Regions from separate parts of the Mus musculus genome. Here region 2 is linked to region 1. Evidence: chromatin contacts called from public HiCAR-type data. All regions are on one chromosome and are shown on one strand. Each heading gives the region's core, a stretch centred on a gene start, on an enhancer-like site or on the middle of the called end of the contact. The rest is flanking DNA. Distances are from core to core; before and after follow the strand shown. Region 1 holds the start of Cyp4f16 (cytochrome P450, family 4, subfamily f, polypeptide 16). Region 2 holds the start of Zfp763 (zinc finger protein 763).

Region 1 (7,819 bases), core at 1,716-4,215:
TATCCAGTAAATAGCAAACACCAAACGTGAATCAGCACCTGTGGATGAGTCTACTTGGCAGACACCATCCCGGAATCAGTAGCTTAAGTCCAGTCTGCTTGGTAGGCACCACACTTGAATCAGCAAGGGCAGTTCAATCTAGAAGAAACCAAAGGCCTCACCAACCAGTCTGCATCCACTGTGGAAGCAGCAGGAACCTCATGAGTTCTTTGGCGAGTTCATCTCCATCAAGTCACCAGCAGTGCAGGTCAACAACACAATGTAAAGCCAGCCAGCACATGCATGGCATCAGTAAAGAACAGAGAGACAGAGCAGTGCGAACCAACGCTCTGGAATCACATTTATATGTCTTCTAAACATTAAGTGTTCTTTCGCATGTCTGCTTCAGCAAAACATCCTTTTACCTGTGTGCCCCAGCAAAACCTCATTTGACTTCCCTACTTTCCAAAGAAAACAGTAGTTTCTGCGTCACAGAGACTTTATTAAGAGACCATGGATACTGGCCACGTTCATACCTAAACGTCAGGCACAGAATATGGTGCTAAATTACATTAGCCAAGGGCTGATAGGGGAAAACTCTCAAAGCTACACACTTCTTCCCTTCTTGGAACCAGAGGCAATTATTCTGGCCTACTTCCTGATGCCCTGACCGCATGCGATCAAGCACATCCTGTGCAACTGGGACAACTGACCTTGTTTACAGAAGTGAAAACACGTGGTTTGTCATCTTACATGAAAAAAGCTGTAGAGAGAATCTCTTGTGTACTGTGTGGAAACACCACCTGTCAGTAGCTGGGAAACATAGTCCTGGGATGAAGTTGGCCACATTTAGAGTGGGTCTTTGCTCTAAGTTCAGCCTTTTTGACAGACTCGTATAGAGACTCCCAGAAATCATCTTCCACGGAAGTTGTAGACCCAGAAAGATGGCAGTGATGAGTGACCATTGTGACTATCTTATCAGGGTCTAGGAATATTCATCTGAAGACATGACGTATATCCTGCATTTATCTTATGATATGTAGCCGAGGTTGACCTTGAGTTTTATTCCTCTTGCATCCACCTCCCAAATGGCCTGATTATAGGTGTAACCCTTGGTTTATTTATAGCTCAGCAGGTTTATTTTTGGAACCGGTATCTGTTATTATGGGGTTGGCAACACCAAAGTCTAAGGCCCTAGACACCTGGTAAGACTTTAGACAGACACCGTAGCTGAGTTTTTAGGTCAGAGTTCGTTCATGACTGTTGCAGTCAAGGTTTGCTCTCAGGTCCTTTCAGTATTCAGTGTCCTGAGGAGGTAATTCGCTTCCTCTGTCCTCGACTCCAGCAGTCTGAGTTCCGGTCCTCCTGATAGAGGAGGGTTTGGTTGGGGCACAGGAGTAGAAGGAGTAATCCAGAGTTTAACCAGAGCGAGGAAGGAAGGGAGAACATATTCTTTGAAGAAGAGCCATTCAGGCCTGAAGAGATGGCTTAGTGGTTAAGAGCACTGGCTTCTGTTCCTTAGGAGCAAGGTTCAATTTGTACTACCTACGTGGTGGCTCGGAACTTTCTGCAGTTCTACTCCCAGGGGATCTCACACTCTTTTCTTTGCAAAGCTTCTGGAATCAAGCTTGTGTGTGGTGCAGACACATACATGCAGACAAAACATCTCTATACATAAATCAAATAAATAAAAGAAAAAATAAGAATGCTAAGTCAAGCGAAACAGCTATGGCTTCAACTGTGACAAGTGGGGGCCTTATACTGCTCTGTTCCATACAGTCTTTCCTTGTGTCTTCTCCAGTGTGGACTCTTTTAGAAATGTTGTGTGTTTCCTTTAGACGTTCATTACCCTAGAATTCAGTGTCATAAGTAGTTGTGAAATTGTAGACTTTGCCTATGCTTAAAAAGTACCTGTGAAGTTGAAAAATTTACTAGAGGAAAGGGAAACAACACCTTGTGAAAAATCCCCTGGGGAGGAAGTCTTGAGGTTGCTTAATTTTGATCTATTAGGGACCCCTAGCCTCCATAGTCCCTCATTTCTTGTTTGGGGAGCCCTGAGTTGGCGAGTCTGGACTTCTCCACTGACCTCTGCCCTTATCTTGCTCTATCAACCACCAATCAAGTACCCTTAACTCTGTTTCAGGACTTTGAGATTGCTTTTATCTGCCAACCTTTGAGCTGGTCCACCCATTGTTCTTTATGTCCGCGCTTTGGTGTGATGTTGGCTCCTTTTACTTGTCTAATAATGGGGAGCATGGCCATGGGAGGGTTCAGTGATTGCTAAGTCCATGACTTGCCGATCTAGGGTTTCTGAACAGCATACACTCCTGTTAAGGTCAAGTCGCCATTTGATCCTGGGAAGACAAGCCATTGCAGGCTTGTTCATTCTTGCCTGTACCCCTGTGCTCATAGCACTTCAGTCTGACTCCTTTCATCCTCACAAACCCGCTGAACTCTGACCCTTTAGTTGCCAGGTGTATTTTCCCAGCCAGGACATCTATCTCTTCAGTCTGACCATGGCTGGATTCTCTGGTCTAGTTTGGAATTGTTTCTATCCAGGGGCTGGGCTGCTAAGGGAGAGGACTGAATGCTGCAAGACTGTAGTCGGTGAGCAGAGGCATTCCAGAGACAGGTCTGCAGTTCTGCAGTTCTGCAGTGAGGAATTCTGCATGCTGCACTCCCACCAGTGAGATGTGCAGAGATCCCTGGGAGATGCTCAGGGAACATCCTGAACACCATCCTGGCACCTGTACTTCCTCCTTCACGCTTTTATCAGCAGACTGTTGCCCTTGGAAGGGCCCAGAGTCACCTTTGCCCTTGACTCAGAGGTGCTGCATCCTAAATGCAACCTGCCTGTGTGTGTTGCCCTGAGTCTTTCCCCTCCACTCCAGTCTGGCCCCGCCCAACTTGTTTTGGCCTGATGCCCAGGCAGGGAGGAAGTGGCTGAGCCTGGGAGGGATTTGATTGGTTCAGTCCAGCCTAACCCAGCCTCCCACACAGCTTCCTGAAGTTAGGAAGCAGGGGATAAATGCTTTTCACAGGACTGGGGAGAAGGTCTTAGAGGACCAGCAGCTCCTGAGATAAGGTACCGACTTGGGCTCTGAGGCAAGACAGGGTCCTGACTCTGATCAGGATGAGTTTATCAGTGTTGGGGTGGCTCCATGGAGACAATTGGCACAAGTGAGCCTGGGTTCCTGGATAACCGTTTGTGCTTCAGGCAGAGCCATCCCAGACTTCAACAGCTCTTGTCTGTGTGTTCCCTGCCTCCTTCTCTCTCTCTCATTCTGTCTCTTCCTGTATCTCCATCCCCTTCCCTGCTCTACTCCCTGCTCTACTCTCCAGTTTCTGCCCATGCTCAAAATTCTGAAGTTTTCCAGGTTCCTCTTCCAAACCTCAGAATCTCCTCCTGTGTCTGTCTGCTCAGCAGGATGCTGCGGCTAAGTGTGTCTGGGCTGGACCTGGGCTCTGTGGTGACCTCGTCATGGCATCTTCTGCTGCTTGGAGTGGCTTCCTGGATTTTGGCCAGAATCCTTGCCTGGACTTACTCATTCTATGAGAACTGCTCCCGCCTCAGTTGTTTCCCTCAGCCTCCTAAAAAAAACTGGTTTTCAGGTCACTTGGGCATGGTGAGTATGGCGGCAGATAGGCTGGGGGTACCGGGGTGTATGTGTTCCCTAGGCATCAGGAAAGGTCTGGAGCCTGTAGCAGGGAGAAGCAAAGAAAGTTATTTGGGCCCCTATTCTCATCACAACCCCACATTCATTTATCTTTCTTTCCAAGTTGTGCTCATCAGCCTTTCTCTCTTACCTGGCACCAGCCTACTGTGGGCCATACTCTCAGCAGGACTGAGGATTCCTCAAGTTCCTGGATATGTGTCATAGTCAGTGGATCCCATGGCGAATAGCACAGAGTAGTGGCATCCCTGGTATATTCTGTTTCACTGCTGGATTTGAGATCTTCCTTCAGTATGTCCAAGGTCTTGCCTCCTGCCTGGCTCATCTCTCTTGGTTTCAGATCAGTGACTGTATCTCTCTGGGTTGCTATTTGCCCTGTAGGATTCAGCTGCGATTTCTTACCTCCACCTACTGTTTGGGTGCAGAAGAGAGATTGTAGTTTTTTTCCCTTCCACTTCTTGGCCACTGTCCTTCCTCATTTTGCCCTCTGTCCTGAAGATGCATTAGTGGGCTCCATTATGCAATGTAGGTCAAGGATGAACACTTTTTAACATTGGTAGTGATTATCTGAAGTGCTTAGGGTTTGTGCATGCTAAGCAATGACTTTATTCCAAAGGCACATCACAGCATGACCATTTTCTCTCTGGTCTCATCATAATGACTACACTTCCTACTCAGTACCCTTCCCTGGTCACCAGGTCCCCTTGCTCCATGCTGCTCCATGTTGCAGAACCACATCTTGGGATTAGATCACTCATAATAGAGATATCATCACCAATGCCATACATTCAAGTACTGCTTCTCTCAACAGAATCCTCTTTCCTACCAACATTCTCATGTAACCATTGTTATCCAATGTCTTCTCAGCATCACCATCCTTTATGCATACTAACCTATCAGCTTCCTTACAGTTCCCTTTCATCTCCCCATGAGTTCAAATTCCTATCAAGATTTCAAGTGTGAGGTTCTTGACAATTCATTTTTCCTTTAAGCATTTGGAAAAGTGTTGCTTTTGATGCCCCCAAACTCCCATATGTTGTGTTTTGTTATGCACAGTGATACTGTAGAGTCAGGTGACATGTTTCTTCCCATTCTTATACCTCCTATGTGGTCTTGGTGCACTAAATCTCCTGTCTGTTGCTCCTCCTCTTCCTCTTCCTCCCCACTACTACTACTACTACTATTTCTTCTTCTTCTTCTTCTTCTTCTTCTTCTTCTTCTTCTTCTTCTTCTTCTTCTTCTTCTTCTTCTTCTTCTTCTTCTCTTCTCCTCCTCCTCCTCCTCCTCCTTCTCCTCCTCCTTCTCCTTCTCCTCTTTCTTTCTCCTCCGCCTCCTCCTCTTCTTCCTTCTCCTCCTCATCCTCTTTTTCCTCTACTTCTTGTTCTTCCTGTTCTTGTTCTTATTTTCCTTGTTCTTCTTTTTGTTCGTCTCTTTCTCCTTCTCCTCTTCCCCTCTTCTTCCTTCTCCTACTTCTTCTACTTCTTCTTCTACTTGTACTTCTTCTACTTGTTTTTGTCCTTCTTGTTCTTCTTTTTGTTTTTCTTCTTGTTTTTATTTTTCATATTCTACTTGTACTTTGCTTTTCTGTGTAGCTTTGGCTCTCTTGGAACTTGTTCTGTACACCAGGATGACCTACCTAAAACTCACAGAGACCTGCATCTGTTTCCCAAGGGATTATGTGCTTGTGCCAACTCCATCAGGTTTCTGCCATCTGATTATAGACACAGGATCATTGTCATTGTTTGTTCCCTTCCCTGCTTGTTTCTCATTTCTCTTACCCTTGATTGCCATGTCCCCGAGTCCTGGCTCTGTCTCCTTCATTTCCTCACAGCTCTCTGATGGTTTTTCCACCTTTCCTGGTAGCTCCTATTTGGCTCCAGAATTAAATCCTTCTTGGTCTCCTCTTTGCTCCCTGAGGTCCTTCTCTGTCCACTGCTAGATCCCCTTCCCTCTGACCTTTCCACATGACTCCTCTGTCACCTTCTCCCATTTTCCCTCTGTTGTCTTTTTTGAAGCTTTCTCCTTACCCTAGGGACACAACTCCTAAGTCATTCATCAGTTTCCTCCTTAGATGACTTCCAAGTTCACACTTCTCTGGAACTTGGGATCAATATTTGGAGAACTTTGTGATTGTTTGCTGCAATTCTTTGGAAATTCCTGCAGAAAACTGGTCTTGATAGGCTGTGGTGAATTAGGGACAAGTGAGAGAATTGGATGGGATGAAATTAACTCTAATTTACACCTAACGGGAGGGGAGGATGGAGGAGTGAGGAAGGAAAGGGGGAAGAGGTGAGATAGATGATTTAGCTGTAGAAAAAAATCTCATAGAGAAAAAGATACATTCAGGAGAAAGGGGAGAGGGAGCGATCAGATGAAATGGAGAAGAATCAGAATAATGATAAAGAAATACACACACACACACACACACCACACACACACACAGACACACAGACACACAGACACACACACACACACACACACACACACACACACACACACACCACACACACACACACACACACACACACACACACACACACACACACACACCACACTGAGATCTACCACTCTAATCACCTTCTTCTGCTGTTAGTTACCTATCACATCTTTCAATGTAATCTACCTTTGTTGTCTATCATGTATCTGTCTCTATATATTCTATATATCCCTCAGTAGCCTATCATCCATCTGTCTACCATCCTCCTCTTCCCAATCAATCCCTCTATCAAGTAGTAAGTCACCTACTTCAGACTCTGGGTGTAAATCTATCTGTCTGTCCATCCATCCATCCATCCTTCCGTCCATACATTGATCCTTCACTTATTTATATCTACATCACAAAACAAAGGGATGAGCAGAAGGATGTGTCAGAGAGGGATGTGGATAGACTCATGTGTCCAGGAAGGGATTCAGTGACTCATCAAGAGATTGGAATGAGTCATCCAAGCAGGATGAGCATGTTGGGCAGAAAACAGGAGCACCTATGACACCATGCATGTACTGGCCTCAACCTTCTCCATCTCCAGATCCAGAGCAATGAGGAAGGCATGCAGCTGGTTACCGAAATGGGCCAGACTTTCCAAGATGTCCATCTCTTTTGGCTGGGACCAGTGATCCCTGTGCTGAGGATTGTTGACCCTGCATTTGTTGCCCCCCTGCTCCAGGCCCCAGGTATCCATTCTAGGATCCCAACCATTGGCTTCTTCTCTGTCCCTTATCTCAGCTCACTCTATCCCCGGATTGACCAGGCTGAGCAGCAGATGGGGCTGAATCTGACAGTGGCCATGTCTCTGTGGCTAACCTGTTGAGTGACTTTGGATAAGGTCCTGAGTCTCTCTTGCTGCTACAATCTGAGCTGTGAGTGATAGAAACTTAACCCAGTCTGATCTAAGGCAGGGAAGAAATGTATTGGATGGGATCTACTTTGTGGTAGAACACTTGCCTACCATGAACAAAGTACCAGGTTCCATTTGAGAACTGGGAATAATAACCTATGTCTTAGATGAAACGTACATGTGTATGCTTATGGCTGTGGTTGCATGTGTGTTGGTCCATATTCATGTGTGTGTGCATACATGTGGAGGATAGTAGACAACATGAGTTGCTATCCTTGGAACTCTTATCTTTTTTGATACCAGACCTCTCTCTTCTCTGGAGCTCACCCATCCATCTGGTCTGTCTGGCCAGTAAGCCCCAGGGATTCTCCTATCTCTACCTTCCCACCAGTAGCAACAGCATACAAACATTTAAAGATATTTATTTTTGAGGCCATTATTTATTATTTTGAGATATTTTGTAGCTCTAGGTGACGTGGAGTCCACTTTATAGACAAGGCTGATCTAGAACTCACAGAGACCCACCTTTGTCTGCCTCCTGAGTGTTGATATTAAAGGCATGTTCTACCATGTCCAACATTTATCTTTAATTTATGAATGTTTGCCTGTATGGATGAATGGGTACCCCATGTATGCAGGACCCCCAGTGGCCATAAGAGAGTGGCAGATCCTTTGGAACCAGAGTTACAGGTGGTTGTGAGTTGCCATGTGGGTGTTTTGAAATAAACCTAGGTCTTCTGCAAGAACTATCTTCTACTGACCCATCTCTCCATCCACAGAGATGGAATCTCTAAGTTATGCTTTATTCAGAAATGATCTGAGAAGAGAGAA
Region 2 (7,819 bases), core at 3,922-6,421, 500 kb after region 1:
TCCAGCACTCGGGAGGCAGAGGCAGGCTGATTTCTGAGTTCAAGGCCAGCCTGGTCTACAAAGTGAGCTCCAGGACAGCCAGGGCTATACAGAGAAACCCTGTCTCGAAAAACCAAAACCAAACCAAAACAAAACAAAACAAGAAACAGGAGCTGATGCAGAGGCCATGGAGGGATGTTCTTTACTGGCTTGCCTCCCCTGGCTTGCTCAGCCTGCTCTTTTATAGAACCCAAGACTGCCAGCCCAGAGATGGTCTCACCCACAAGGGGCATTTCCCCCTTGATCACTAATTGAGAAAATGTCTTACAGTTGGATCTCATGGAGGCATTTCTTCAATTGAAGCTCCTTTCTCTGTGATAACTCCAGCTGTGTCAAGTTGACACAAAACTAGCCAGTACAATTGACCCCTTATCAACTTGACACACAAATACATCACTAGCAAGCCTCAACCCTTAGTTCTTATTCATCCCCAAGATCTAAACAACTTTAAAAGTCCCACAGTCTTTACATATTAAAAGTTCAATCCTTTTAAAATATCCAATATCTTTTAAAATCCAAAGTCTTTTTACAATTAAAAGTCTCTATTAACTGTGGGATCCACTAAAATATTTTCTTCCTTCAAGAGGAAAAAATGTCAGGGCACAGTTATAATCAAAAGCAAAAATTAAACTCCAACTGTCCAATGTCTGGGATCCAACTCACAATCTTCTGGGCTCCTCCAAGGGCTTGGGTCACTTCTCCAGCCATGCCCTTTGTAGCACACACCTTGTCTTCTAGGCTCCAGCTGCCTGTACTACACTGCTGCTTCTGTTCTTTGTGGTCATCTCATGGTACTGGCATCTCCAAAATGCTGCTGTCTTCCACTGTAACTAGGCTTCACCAATAGCCTTTCATAGGCTCTCTTCATGGTGCCAAACCCCAACTCCTTTGCATGACCCCTTCAGTCCTGGGCCACCAATTGCAACTGAGGCTGCACCTCACCAATGGCCTTCCATGGCCTCTCACAGTGCCGAGCCTCAGCGTGACCCCTTCATGCCTTCAAAACCAGTACCACCTGGGTAACTCTTACACATTACCAAGTCCAGTCACAGCACAAGGTACAACCTTGGCTAGCTCTCGAACACAGCCTCTGTGCTTTCAGAAAACACTTCCCAGAAGATGTCACCTCAATGATTCTGGTGTCTTCTTAATCACCGCTAATTTCTTAGCTCCAGCTAACCAGCATCAATAGTCCCAGTAATGCAAAGTTTTGCTTTAGTAGTTCTGGTATCTTGTTAATCACAGCTGATTCTTCAGCCCCAGCTAACCAGAACCACAGAATCTTCCAATCAAAATAGCAACGGCCCTGATAAGAGTCTGTAATCTTCCCTCTGAAATTTCACAAGCCAGGCCTCCATCTTCTGCACTGTTCTCAACATTATCTTCCAAGTTCCTACACAACATCCCACAAAGCTCTTGACACCAAATGGATATTCTGGCCCAAAGATCCAAAGTCCTTCTACAGCCCTCCCCCAAACATGGTCAGGTTGTCACAGGAATACTCCACTATGCTGGTACCAATTTGTCTTAGTCAGGGTTTCTATTCCTGCACAAACATCATGACCAAGAAACAAGTTGGGGAGGGAAGGGTTTATTCGGCTTACACTTCCATATTGCTGTTCATCACCAAGGAAGTCAGGACTGGAACTCAAGCAGGTCCAGAAGCAGGAGCTGATGCAGAGGCCATGGAGGGATGTTCTTTACTGGCTTGCTTTCCCCTGGCTTGCTCAGCCTGCTCTCTTATAGAACCCAAGACTGCCAGCCCAGAGATGGTCCCACCCACAAGGGGCATTTCCCCCTTGATCACTAATTGAGAAAATGCCTTACAGTTGGATCTCATGGAGGCCTTTCCTCAACTGAAGCTCCTTTCTCTGTGATAACTCCAGCTGTGTCAAGTTGACACAAAACTAGCCAGTACAGTAAGAATTTGCAAAGACTGTGGAACTTTTAAAGTTATTTAGCCCTCAGTCACATCAGTGTTGAAAGTTCAAAATTCAAAGTCTCTTTTGAGATTCATGTAATCTCTTAACTGTAATCTCCTATAAAATCAAAATCAAAACACAGATTGTATACTTCCAACATATTATGGCACAGGATATACATAATTATTGCAAAACATCATAGCAAGGAAATACTGGACCAAAGCAAGAAAATACCAGCTGGCCAAACTCCAAACTCCATGTCCAATGTCAAAGCACTCTTCATATCTCTAACTTCTTTAATCCTTGTTGATAGTTGTTGACAGATCTGGCATTCAGCAACAACAAAATTCACTATTTGGGGCTGGTTCCACTCCCTATTAGCAGCTTTCCTCAGCAGGTAGGATCTTGTTCTAAAGTAAGCACTCCCTTAATCTGTTTATCTCCTCAAATACAGGATTTAGCTCAATTGTACTTCCTGGTCCCTTTTATTACTTAAACCAAACATTTTGTATTTTTCCTTCCTAAGGTGGCTAATCTTGATTAAAATACTCTCCATGAGAGTACACCAGAGGGCAAAGTCTATGCTGAGCTTTTCTGAGACTTCCTTTGTCAATGCAATTAGTATAAATCAGCAGACTCTTTAAGCAAGGATAAAAGGCAGCAACACTCTTCACTAAAACATCATAAGAACGAACTCCAGAGATTGAATCACCCTCAGCCCAATGTCTTCCATATTCCTGCTAGGATGGCCCATTAAGTCCCACTTAAAGCATTCCATGACTTTGCAAATCCCAAGTCCCCAAATCTACATTCCTCCAAACAAAAACACGGTCAGGTCTATTCCCAGCAACACCCCACTCCTGAATTGAAAATATAATGACTGGAGGATATGAGCAGTACCGTGAAATGCTGTGTTCAGTGCATGGCACGGCTGCTGCATACACGAGTTAACAATAGCTTGTGGTTACCCACACAAATACTGCATGAAATCATGCCAGTAAAATAACTCCAGCAATGGACTTGGGAGTGGCTTCCAAAGCCCCACCATTAACTGAGAGGCAACTGCTGGAATTTCAGGATTTCACTATGATCAGCAATGGCTCATATTTTTAATCCCCTCAACACCATTTCTAAACTCCTTCTCTTATATGTGATTATTTTTCCCATATAAGGAAGACAGTTAGGTCTTCTACTCTAATCACCCCCTTGTACGTGGTGTGCTTGAGCATGCATCCTCACATGGGCACAGGCACATGCGCACTTGCTTGCACACACACTCACACACACACACACACACCTGACATTCGAATGGACAATTGTTAACAAACATTTGTATGTCTTTAATGTGTAACTCTTATTGCAATAAACTATATAACTATATTTTGCTTGATTTCCTTTTTTTTAATTTATTTTTTATACACATAAAAAATATGTGTGTCTGTGTATGGTTGTGTGTTTACAATTTGTGTGCAGGCTCTAGAGGCCAGAGAAGAATGTCAGGAGTTGGATTTACAAGTGTTTGTGAGCTGCCCAACCTGGCTCTGGGAACAGAATCCAGGTTCCCTTGCAAAAGTGGTAAGCATTCTTGACAATTGAGTCATCCGACTCTTGAGATCCTACACTTTCATTTTACTTTGGTATTATTTTCTCTTTGAATTCTATTAGAAAATCAAAAATGCTCTTTTCTAAATACTGTGTCCCAAGACTTTAAAAAAATTCATTGTACAAGTAATTTAAATTTATTTTCAAATAATAGTATAACTATAACCATGTTTCATAACAATGTTACCCTCTCCAAGGTCCTTCTCATTTTAGTATGTAACTGCTCATTATTTTACCTATAATTAGCTAAAATTGTTATTTTACTTATAATTAGCTAAAATTACCTAGTACCTGCTAACGTTCCCATCAATTTGAGCATGAATACAATACAGAGAGAATTTTAAAAAGTAGTCATTTTCTTTGTATTATTTAATACTTTTTATGCATAGCAGGATATAAAATCAATATACAGTAAGCAATGTCATTTCTCTACTCCAATAAAGACTAGAGTGGAAGGGAAAATCAGAAACAAAATACCATTCATGGTAACGGGAAAAGAATTAGAAATAAAGCCCAGTAAAAGGGTAAAAAGACTTCAGCGATGACAACTTCAAATAGTAAAGAAATAGAATACTCAAGTCCACGAAGTGGCAGAAATAATACTGTTCAAATGAATATTCTACTGAAAATACCAACTCCCCCACACCCCTAAAAGAATGTCATCTGGTAAATACTGATCAAATACTCTTAGTCACAATTTCTTCTATTTGGAGAACCGGCCTCCAGCACACAAGCAAACGATGTAGATTGGCAAGCACCTGATCTACTTTACAGGGCTCACAAAAACGAAGTCTAGGAAAGCTTTTTAAAAACCCGAATTTTGGCTTCAGAAATGGTCAGGGGGAAAAAACCCATCATTGTACTTCTCTACTTTCTCTAAGATTGAAAAATTTGGCCTACTCACAGACGGCACAATTAAATACTCTTTAATCTCATCTTTAAAGGGCAGCGCGCGCGCGCACACACACACACACACACACACACACACACACACACACACACACACACACACACAGAGAGAGAGAGAGAGAGAGAGAGAGAGAGAGAGAGAGAGAGAGAGAGAGAGAGAGAGATTAATAAGTTCTCCCGGCCTAGTGTTCAACTGCAGTACTGTGAAGAATATAATTTACAAAGGCGATGAGAGAAAAGAATCGAAAGCAGCAGAGATATGCCTATAAGGCATACGAGCAACTGCTCACACCACCCAAGTCCCCTTACACCACAGTCTGGACTCCGCGTCACCAACCTGCAGTGCTGCAGTGTCTGCGGAGGCGCAGGTTCCAGGTGAGGACTAACCCCATGAAGATAGGGGCCTGGAACGAAGTAGCTTCCCTAGGACAGAACAGAGCGGGCTCCGGTGCCCGGTCGCCTGCTCTGCGCACAATTCCAGTGTCCCGCTCCAAGGCACACTAGGCTGCACAGCACCAAGGGAACGGCAGGCAACAGCGCCACAGACTGCAGTGTCACAAAGCTTTCACTTACGACTCCAGGAGCCCAAGGCATACTCACCATTTCCTCTTTCATATGCATCCAGGTGTTCTTCCTAATAGGCCTAAATACAGGAGATATAGTCCAGCCCCAACACCACCACAGACCTTCTCAACAACACAGGACTCAAACATGGCGGCAAGGGCGGGACCTTCCGAATGTACCGGTTCGTCATTGGACAGTTCATGAATAGCAGTAACAGCATCCCTGATTGAGGAAAGATAGTGACAGCCTTGAGCTTAAATGCCTTAATTAATAACATTCCTCTTTCCCAGTGCAGTTAGAATAGCGGATTCTTTTGTACGCCAGTTTTTTTGTTTGTTTGTTTGTTTGTTTTCCTTTTGTTTTTTAAGTGGACTAAGCCGGTTCCGACCTGTTTTATAACTTTGCCTTTAAGGGGAACAGGCTACTTTATGCACTTTGTTCTTGTGAACTCTGGGGCCCTCTACTGCTTTGATTACAGTGTCCAAGTTTGCCCTGCACATTTTTGATTCAAGTTCTTAATGGGAAGACCCACAGAATCAAAGATCTGTCCAGAGACAGGAACCAGGAGATCCTACTATGCAAACTCATGACTTTGGAATGAGGTAAAAGTGTTGTAAAGCTCTCTCACACGTTATGTTTCAATTTATTGATTTTGTTTGCTTGTTTTTATTGTTGTTTTGAGGCAGAATCTCTGCTATGTAGCTGTGGCTGTCTAAGTACTCACCATATACACCAGGCTTGTCGCGGATTTACAGTAATCCAACTGCCTTTGCTTCCAGAATGCTGGAATTTAAAGGTGTGGGCCACTATGCACTGCTACTCAACCAATCCATTTTTTTAATCAATAAAATTAGAGCAACAACCAATGAATACAATTATTGAATTACAGAAACACGAAGTTACATAGCAGTAATATTCAACATAGAATTCAAGACATATATAGAGTAACTCTTCAATTCAGACAAAAAATTTCCTTGGCTCAAAATCCAGAGGGATGTCTACATCTACAAATATACACATACATCACAACCGTCAACATCACAGTGACAAACAGCCCTTCTGTAGTGCTGAGGTAGAGACAACTAGGAAGTCTGGGAACTCACAGAGGATGCCTTCTATTGCTTCCTGTGGTGGTGGTGGTGGTGGTGGCAACCTCTTTCAACACCTTCATTTAGGTGCTTCTCAGCCATTCGGTATTCCTCAGGTGAGAATTCTTTGTTTAGCTCTGTACCTCAATTTTTAATAGAGTTATTTGATTTTCTGGAGTCCAACTTCTTGAGCTCTTTACATATATTGGACATTAGCCCCCTATCAGATTTAGGATTGGTAAAGATCTTTTCCCATTCTGTTGGTTACCTTTTTGTCTTATTGACAGTGTCTTTTGCCTTACAGAAGCTTTGCAATTTTATGAGGTCCCCTTCCCCCCACCAGACTCAGAAAATCTGGAGGGGAACTAGAAACCAAGAGAGAAATACCCATCCAACAAAGAAATCCAACAAAAGAAATCCAACAAAAGAAATCCAACAAAAGAAATCCAACAAAAGAAATCCAACAAAGAAATCCAGAAGTCAGCACCTGGATCTGTAATTCATCCAAAATCAGATGCCTACACTTAATCATAAAAACACCACCAATAACAGTGAGGCTACAACATGTCTCCACTAAAGTCCAACTATCCTAACCACAGCAGGCCCTGAATATTCAATCCGACATAGCTGAAGCACAATGAAAAGACCATAAAACTGACTGTATGAAGATGATAGATGTTCTTGGGATGAAAATAAATAAATTCTCTAAAGATGGCCAAGAAAACACACACAAATCGTGGAAATAAATAAATTTAACTGTTCAAGACCTGAAAATGAACATAAAAGCAGTAAAGAAAACACAAACTGAGGGAATTCTAGAAATTAAAAAAAATAATGAATTCAAACATGCACTACAGAGGCAAACTTCACTACCAGAATACAAGAGGATGTCAAGTATTAAAGATACAATAAAAAATGAATACATTAGACAAAGAAAATGCTAAATCTAAAAACGTCCTGATACAAAACATTCAGAAAATCTAGGACGGCTATTAAAAAAATCAAACCTAAGAATAATAAAAATAGAGGAAGACGAAGGATCCCACCTCACAGGCCCAGAAAATATTTTCAACAAGACCATCAAAGAAAAATTTTCCTAATATAAAGGACATGCCCATAAACATAGAGAACACCAAACAGACTAGACCAGAAAAGAAAGTCTCCTCACCACATAATAATCAAAACACTAAACATACAGAACAACAACAAAAAGAATATTAAAAGTTGCAAGGACCCTGATATAGCTGTCTCGTGTGAGGCTATGCCAGTGCCTGGCAAATACAGAAGTGGATGCTCACAGTCATCTATTGGATGGAACACAGGGCCCCCAATGGAGGAGCTAGAGAAAGTACCCAAGGAGCTGAAGGGGTCTGCAACCCTATAGGAGGATCAACAATATGAACTAACCAGTACCCCCAGAGCTCGTGTCTCTAGCTGCATATGTAGCAGAAGATGGACTAGTTGGCCATCATTGGGAGGAGAGGCCCTTGTTCTTGCAAAAATTATATGCCCCAGTACAGGGGAATGCCAGGGCCAGGAAGCGTGCGTGGGTGGGTTGGGGAGCAGGGTGGTGGTGGTGAGGGTATAGGGGACTTTCGGGATAGCATTTGAAATGAAAATGAAGAAAATATCTAATAAAATAAAATAAAAGTTGCAAGGGAAAAAGACCAATTATAATATAAAGGTATATATATT

Evidence for each region. HiCAR-type assays count read pairs that join an accessible place to other places.
Region 2: a contact with region 1 is called in a HiCAR-type map of astrocytes, with 2.8 times the contacts expected there. The contact joins the promoter of Zfp763 here to the promoter of Cyp4f16 in region 1. A contact is called at or near these places in 5 of 39 promoter capture datasets (embryonic stem cells, hippocampal neurons and liver) and 1 of 115 datasets of contacts at active chromatin or transcription factors (astrocytes).

What each region holds. Positions count from the first base shown.
Region 1 is chr17:32,533,592-32,541,410 of GRCm38.p6, forward strand. It overlaps Cyp4f16 (cytochrome P450, family 4, subfamily f, polypeptide 16), which reads left to right and starts at 2,966. Exons shown (of 13, transcript NM_024442.2): 1 at 2,966-3,064; 2 at 3,407-3,605; 3 at 6,680-6,824. The coding sequence starts at 3,408.
Region 2 is chr17:33,028,210-33,036,028 of GRCm38.p6, forward strand. It overlaps Zfp763 (zinc finger protein 763), which reads right to left and starts at 5,172. Exons shown (of 4, transcript NM_028543.3): 1 at 5,073-5,172. The coding sequence starts at 5,093.